2 separate regions of the Mus musculus genome follow, and region 2 is linked to region 1. Evidence: chromatin contacts called from public targeted proximity ligation data. All regions are on one chromosome and are shown on one strand. The core of a region is the stretch at or near the end of the contact, and the rest is flanking DNA. Distances in the headings are between cores, read along the strand shown.

Region 1 (3,995 bases), core at 741-3,240:
TGACAGGAACTTCTACCCACTGAACCATCTTAGGCTCCATTATTGGCATTTTGGAGCTGATTATAATTAGTGTTCAGCCTGACGTGATATCGAATGCCTTTGTCCTAACACTAGATAGGCCAAGACAGGAGAAATGCTATGAATTCAAAACCAGAATATTCCAGATCAACTTGGCCTACAGAGCAAGACCCTGTTTCAAAAACAACAGTAGCTTATACTGGTGTATGAATGTAATCTGAGCACTTGGAGTTGGGAGGCAGGAGGATCAGGAGTTCAGACCCTGTCTCAATCCACTGATGGTCTATTCCTAAGATTTATACCCATGAATGTTTTGTCTGCATATATCTGTGTGTACCATGCTTGTGTCTGGTGCATGCAGAGTAGGAAGAGGGCATTGGATCCTCTTGAAGTGGAGTTAAGGTCAGTTTGTAAGCCACCATGTGACTCCTTTGAGAACCCTCTTCTAGCCCTACTCTGAAACAGCTTACACCTTGTCTGTACGAGTTGCTAGGCCTGGTTCTCCTCAACCAGATAGTCACTCCTAATTTGAATAGGTATCAAATTGCATGAGAAAACTAAGATGGGTATTTTAGAGGATAAGGTAGGGCAAGGATTAACCTAATAACACATTTTAAGCACTTTTGGCTTTTTACCACATCTGAGCTGATAGAGATTAGTCTTTTTAGTCTCTTGCTACTCCCTGTGTACAGTTTAAGCATATACACATAGAAAAAAACATTCATTAGGTATTAGGCACCTATTGCATTCTAGACATTGTAAGCAGGCAGGGATTATAACAAGGATCCTTCCTGGGGTTTTCACAAGAAAGAAGGAGCAAAGGTTATAAAATACTGAAGTCTGCGTGTGTGCGCATGCACGCGCTCTAGAGAGAGAGTGTGCAGGGTACTCTTGTGGAGTCAGAAAAACTCTTGAGTTCTCCCCCACCACCTTGATGGTTGAAACTCACTGGGCCTGCAGTCAAACACCTGTACCTGTTCAGCCATTTGGTTATGACACCCAGGGAATAGTTAGACCTTCCTACCCAGAACGATTTGTCACCTAAAACTAGAACAGCCGGGCATGGTGGCGCACGCCTTTAATCCCAGCATTCAGGGAGGCAGAGGCAGGCGGATCTCTGAGTTTGAGGCCAGCCTGGTCTACAAAGTGAGTTCCAGGACAGCCAGGGCTATACAGAGAAACCCTGTCTCGAAAAACCAAAAAGAATAAAAACAAAAACAAAACAACTAGGACATTTAAATGTAGCCCAGGATCCAAAACATATATGTACGTTCACTCAGACCAAAAAGCTTCTAGGCGGTGGCCTGGATCCCCTAACCCTTTGCCGGGATCTCACTCTAGGAGGCATTCTTGAGACATGGTTTCCAGTCAGACGACATTCTGAACCCTTGTGATGTTTTCAGTTACCTTGAGGAGAAAATAAAAAAGCCCCAATTCAACAAGAAAACAAATTTATTACTTATTTAGATCCCACAGAGACCAAGGAACAGGGTGCTCCAAGATGGCCTGTTTAACACATTTGTGTTATTACATACACCTCAAAGGGAACCTCTACTCAGGCGAGATTCTTATGCAAAACTCACTCTGGGCTTCTTGGGTCCCAGTCCTAGTGACTGGTTGTTTTAAGTCAGGATTTCATTGTGTATTGTGTGTCGTCGTGGCTGGCTTGGAACTCAGAGATCCATCTGCCTCTGTGTGTGTCCAACACCTCCGGAGTGTTGGTCACCACACTGAACTTAAGAACCCATGACTGCTTTAGGTGTCTCCCCATCCCCACTCCCCGTGATTGGTCTCCAAAGCATGTCTAGTTCCAGATTCTATGGGACAGAGAACCTGACTCTGACTTTGAGAGGGCAGGGGCAGCCATTTTAAGACCAGAGGATCGCATAAGGGATCGTTCCCTATTGGGAACGCTGGGGACCGCCATTTTAAGAGCACCCTCGGCGCGTGCCTCCATGCGGGTACGAACAGGCAGCCGCCATCTTGGGCATTGGCTGCCGCGCCGAGTCGCCCTGTCCCGCCCCACGGCCTCTCGGGCCACCTCCCCCCGGGGCTGCTGTCCCTGGGCCTGCGGAAACCCACCCTGCTCGCCCTTGTGTGGTTCTCGCCGCTTACGTTGCGCGCTCGTGTGAATGCTCCGCGGCTTCTGAGCGCTCGTTTTAACAACCCCCCACTGGGGGCGCTCGGGCACCTTATACTTTGCGATCTCCAATCCTTACAATGTCTAACGGGCTCGACTGGCCCTGTTCCCTGGATATGGCAAGTGTATCGATTAAGGATCCTCTTTCCCAAGAACGCTAACACAGACGTTGTCCTCTGAGGCTCTGAATGACTTTATTCTTCAAATGCCTTTACCTTTCATAGCTCCAGGTGAGCACCCGGGCATCCCCCTCTCCATTGCCTGAACGGATGGATCACCGAGGGAAACAGGCAGGATTTTGGCAGTTTAGCGGGGTCCCTTTATAGATAGAGTAGAAGGTGCTTGGAGTTAGCCTGAAAGGGTGAGGAGATGGGGTAGACATGGGTAAGGAGGGCCTTGTGCTTCAAATAATCTCCGGGTAAATGCGGGTAGAAGTGATCTACTACAATTTCCAATCTAAGGGCGGGTCTGGGAGGGGGCGATGAGTTCAGAGGAGGTCCACCGCTCTTCAGAGGAGCGCACAGAAGAACTTCTTCTCCCGGAAGGGGTTCTCGGAAGTGGGCACAGGAGTGATGAGGGGGTCCTCACAAGCGTGGGCATCACAGTATGTCATCAGGTCTGCTGCTGCCTTGGACACCTGGAACCCAGCCAGGAAGGGATACATTAACCAGAATTCCTGAAAGGGACTGCAGTTCTCTTCTCCAATAGACTATCTTTTTGTTTCTAGTGCCCTTTGAGACAGCCCTCTCCCCCAACGCCAGTCCTCGGGAACAACTTTGCTGACAAAGCCCAGTTTCTGCCACTGACCTCAGGGTGTCAAGAAAAGAAGCATCTTTTCTTGGGGGGAGGGGGGAGGGGAGGGTATTGCAAACCCACAGCTGAGCCCTGAAGGGCTGATGGGAGCCAGGGTCGCACCCACCTTTATCCGGCACAAGCTGGCCTCAATCTTAAGCTGTTCCACCATCTTGCGTGCTTGACCAATACTCATAGTGCTGTTAACGGGGGTCTCCCCTTTCATCCTGGAGTAAAGACAGTCAGCTGAAACACTCAGCTCTTCACAACCACACACCTGGGATTGTGCCCCCATTCTCCAGTGGCCATCCCAGGTTTTTTTTTCTTTCTTTTTTTTTTTTTTTTTTAAGTAGGGAGAATGGAGAAGATAAAATGAAATATTCTCCTAACCCCTGGGTCCTGGTCATCAAATTATACAAACGATTTAAGGATTTTAAGTCTTTGAGCCAAATATGTTACCAGCAATGAAAGCCTCAGTCAGAAAGAGCCCCACCCTGATGAAATCACATCAGCCACCTGTCCCCCCTCAAGCCCTGAAGAGAAAAAAAGCTGCTTTCTACTCACCTGAAGTAACAGCAGCGGCAGCCAGGGATGTAGGGTCAGTGGGGAGGGGGCACCAAACCCTGCCTCAGATAGGTGCCCCACCCTGCCAGGACTTGGAGCTAAAAATATCCGTAGCACTGACAGTTAATGCAGAGAAGGTCACTAGAGATGCTCAGACGAGATCCTTGGAGGGGTGGTCTCAGTCTCCACAGCTTAAGTTCTGCCCAGATGGCTGGTACCTGAAGGATGAAGGATGCTAGAAGGAGCTGCTGATTCTGGCGCATACCAACTGCCTGGACAGTGGGGGAGTCAGTCTGCTGTTTGCATCCCCTGTGCACACCCTCACTGCTGCTCTCTCACTACCTGCCCCTGCCATTGTACAAGTCCTTAGTCTAAACTAGATAGCTCCCCAAAGGGCCTGAGGCAGAAGCAGGCTCCCCTCTCAAATGGGGTGGTCTGGGCCTGTGACAGCCCCTGCATTAGAGTCTGTCCCCACTGCGGA
Region 2 (3,564 bases), core at 1,003-3,502, 190 kb after region 1:
AAGGCAAAGCCTGGTGAATGCGCCCAATTTTTCCCCTCCAAGGGGAGGCAGTGGGCTCAAGAGCAATGAGCATGGGCAGCTGTCAGTCTCTTTCTTGGACTTCCTACCTCATACTATTCCCAGTCCTTTGCCCTATCCAGTCTTCACTCTTCCATGATACTAATAAATGAGAGAAACAACTGAAGTTAATGTATTATAGTTAGTCCCGCCCACTGGTCCCTTGGAGAGTGGACAGGTTGATGGTCTGCAAACACTGTTCTGCTCAATCTGGGGCCCTAGGAGGTTGAACCTTGTGTCTAGGGGAGGGCCTGAAAATGAGAGGTACTTCCACACAGGGATTGGGAGAAGGGAAGGGCTGCTTCCAAGTGTTTCCCCGTCTATCTCTGCACCTGCCATGCCTGCTCGACTCCGGTTTGAGAATCATCCAACAGCCTATAGTATGATCAGAGATTTCCACACTCCCCAAGTGGGATGGGGCAGTTCAGCCCACCCAAGCCCAGGGTAAGAACTCAGGACACCTAGAGCTCTTTAATCACAGATTAGAGCCTAGAAGGAAACAAGTCAAAATCCAAGAAGAAGCCTGGGCAAAGTGGATTAGTCAGGGCCAGGATGATTGGATGAGCCTGAGAAATGTAAAGGGTGTGGACGAGGAAGACTAGGAAAAAGAGGAAGAAGGGCTGGGGTGTGACTCAATGGTCTAGTAAGTGCAAAACGTTGTCTTTATTCGTTACTACGCAGACAGCCCCAAAGGGTGGCTGTTCATAGGGTTTGAGCCCTGCCTTTCTGGGTGCCCCAAATAAATGTACCCTAAGAAAACAGAGTACTGTAACATCAAGGCAAAATTTTTGCTCTGACCCCAAATCAAATGATCTGACACCCCCGCCCCCTACCCCAATTCACCAATTCAGCTGTTAGTGTCCAGGAAACAAGGGATCCCAGTCTCTGGGAGTAATTGTAGCCACTTTCAGCCAACCAGCCAATCCTGGAACTAATCCAAGTTCTGCCACAGTTCCTAGGCAGATTTTTATCTATTTAGACCAGGCTGGTGTGAAGTAATGAGCCAGGCTGATGGCCAAACAAGACTGGGCATATGATACTGGGCAATCACAGAAAAAAGACCAGCAGAGACCAGCTGGAAGCTGCTGTACGTGGGTCACATGTTGCCTCTGGGGCCTACCCCTTACCCGGTGGGACCTTCATTTCTAAAATGCGGCATCAGCCCCAACTCTCTGCTTTATACAGACTTTGCCTAAAAGATGACTTTGTATATGACGGCATCTTAGGTTTGCACTTTTGAATGCTGGTATTTAAAAGAGGGCTGGGGACATGGTTTGGTACTTAAGCTCTTGCTCTCGTACGTGAGGACTTGAGTTCTGGTGTCCAGAATTGAGGCGAAAGGTGGGCATGGTATTCTGGTCTGTAACCCTATCACTGGGAGATGGGGTGGGGATAGAGAGCTCCCAGAGCTCTCTGGCCTGACAGTCTAGCCCATTGGTGAGCCAGATCAAGTAAAAGAACAGGTGGACAATGATAGAGAAAGACAGGTGACTTTGGCCTCTGGCCTTCACATGCATGGGCATAGTCTTGTACACACATACACACACGTGCACATGCATAAACATGCACACAGATACAAGTACACACAAGTAATAATAAAAACAGGACTTGTGTGTGTGGGCTGGGAATGTAGCAAGTCCTGGACTTGCCATATCATAAGCCTGGTGTGGTGGCACACAACTGAAACCCCAGAACTCAGGAGGTGGACCCAGGAGAATCTAAACAGAACTCAGGAGGTGGACCCAGGAGAATGGAGGAGGTGGACCCAGGAGAATCTAAAGTTCAAGGTCATCCTCCCATTGACGGCTTTATTCCAGGACAGCCTGGGCTACACAAGAAGTCACCCTCCTGGTGACTATTTAAGGTCCATCCATCCATCCATCTCCTGGAATCTGGCAGCCCTTACTGAGCTGTAGTCACATGGGACTGCAGTGTGGGGCACTTGGTACCCTCCCCGAGGAAGGAGCTTCAGCTTAAAGCTCACTACTCCTGTCCACCCAAAGTGGAAGGCTTTGATTTTTTTTTTCAGCCATGCAGTATAGCCTGCTCTGTGTGTTTTTTCCTGTGTGTGCCGTCTCTTCCAGGATACACAGCTGCCAGGCAGCCGGTGCTCTGTCCCCTTGCTCAGGCAGCCAGGCCGTGGGGAGGACTGGAATGTGAAAAGCCAGGGAGAAGAATGACAGTGCATTTTCTATTTGCAAGCCTGCGAGTCTGGCTCGCCACTTGAATTTCAAGTGGGCCCTTCAGGCAGATAGGGATGTCAGGTGAGAGAGTGGAGGCAGCCAATCTGAATTGTCTAAATTCCTAGAAAATAAATTCTAGGAATTTAGCTGTAGGAGTAAGGTGGGTCAGGTAGGGCAAATTCACTGTAGGGGGTGGGGGCCTGGTGTGGGTAGGCTTCCACTTTTTTTTTCCTGTTTGCACACCATATTTTCCTTCAAACTATTTTCCTATTGAATCTAATAGACAAGCTTTGAACTAAGGTTTTTATTTTTTCTTTAACTGAGCTGCAGATCTCTTTTAGAGGAAAAAAAAAAAGCCACTCCCTTTAACCACTGTTTTTGGTTACTGCTCTTTGTTTGGAGTAATTACTACCCTTAAAAGTGGGAAATTACAGATTACAGATTATCAGAAGGAAATAAGTGCTTTGGATTAGCCAGACTCTTGCCCCTGGATGGCCATTCCAGGCCTTGCCAGTCTCCCAGGTACAAAGCCCTGTACTACATGTTCTGCAAACACTCCCTTTCCTTGTTTCCAGAGAGGAAACGGTTGGATCCTGTGTGTCACTTGTCAGGTTCTTGTTACATAACCATGGAAAACCTTTGATAGGGTTTGCTGGTCACAGGAATGAGTACAGGGAACAACATGGGGTCGTGGCTTGTCTTTTATCCACTGTGCCCTGACAGCGGATTGAACTTGGAGTGTATTTTCTAGCACTGATTTAATATTCACTAGAAAGATTTATAAGTTGGATGGGGTGGTGTCTTAGGGTTTCTATTCCTGCACAAACATCATGACCAAGAGGCAAGTTGGCGAGGAAAGGGTTTATCTGGCTTACACTTCCATACTGCTGTTCATCACCAAGGAAGTCAGGACTGGGACTCAAGCAGGTCAGGAAGCAGGAGCTGATGCAGAGGCCATGGAGGGATATTCCTTACTGGCTTGTTTCCCCTGGCTTGCTCAGCCTGCTCTCTTATAGAACCCAAGACTACCAGCCCAGAGATGGTCCCACCCACAAGGGGCCTTTCCCCCTTGATCACTAATTGAGAAAATGCCTTACAGTTGGATCTCATGGAGGCATTTCCCCAACTGAAGCTCCTTTCTCTGTGATAACTCCAGCCTGTGTCAAGTTGACACAAACTAGCCAGTAGAGGTAGGGTGGCTGGAGAGAGAACTTAGTGGCTAAGAGTGACTCCGGATCTTTGGGAGGACCAAAGTTTGATTCGCAGCACCTACATTGGGTAGCTGACATTCATTTGCTACTCCAGCTCCAGGGGATCTGACTTT

The links.
Region 2: a targeted proximity ligation map of embryonic stem cells shows a contact between it and region 1, with 6 read pairs. A contact is called at or near these places in 4 of 39 promoter capture datasets (the C10 cell line, erythroid cells, fetal liver and 1 more), 2 of 130 datasets of targeted methods (embryonic stem cells and intestinal villus epithelium) and 2 of 9 other capture datasets (adipose tissue and liver).

What each region holds. Positions count from the first base shown.
Region 1 is chr19:8,835,477-8,839,471 of GRCm38.p6, forward strand. Bscl2 (Berardinelli-Seip congenital lipodystrophy 2 (seipin)) reads left to right here and starts at 1,991. Exons shown (of 12, transcript NM_001136064.3): 1 at 1,991-2,388. It overlaps Gng3 (guanine nucleotide binding protein (G protein), gamma 3), which reads right to left and starts at 3,770. Exons shown (of 3, transcript NM_010316.3): 1 at 3,515-3,770; 2 at 3,078-3,177; 3 at 1,453-2,795. The coding sequence starts at 3,176. The coding sequence ends at 2,667.
Region 2 is chr19:9,025,774-9,029,337 of GRCm38.p6, forward strand. It overlaps a transcript of Ahnak not described here. Among named protein-coding and RNA genes, the nearest start is that of Ahnak, 38 kb to the left of the region's middle.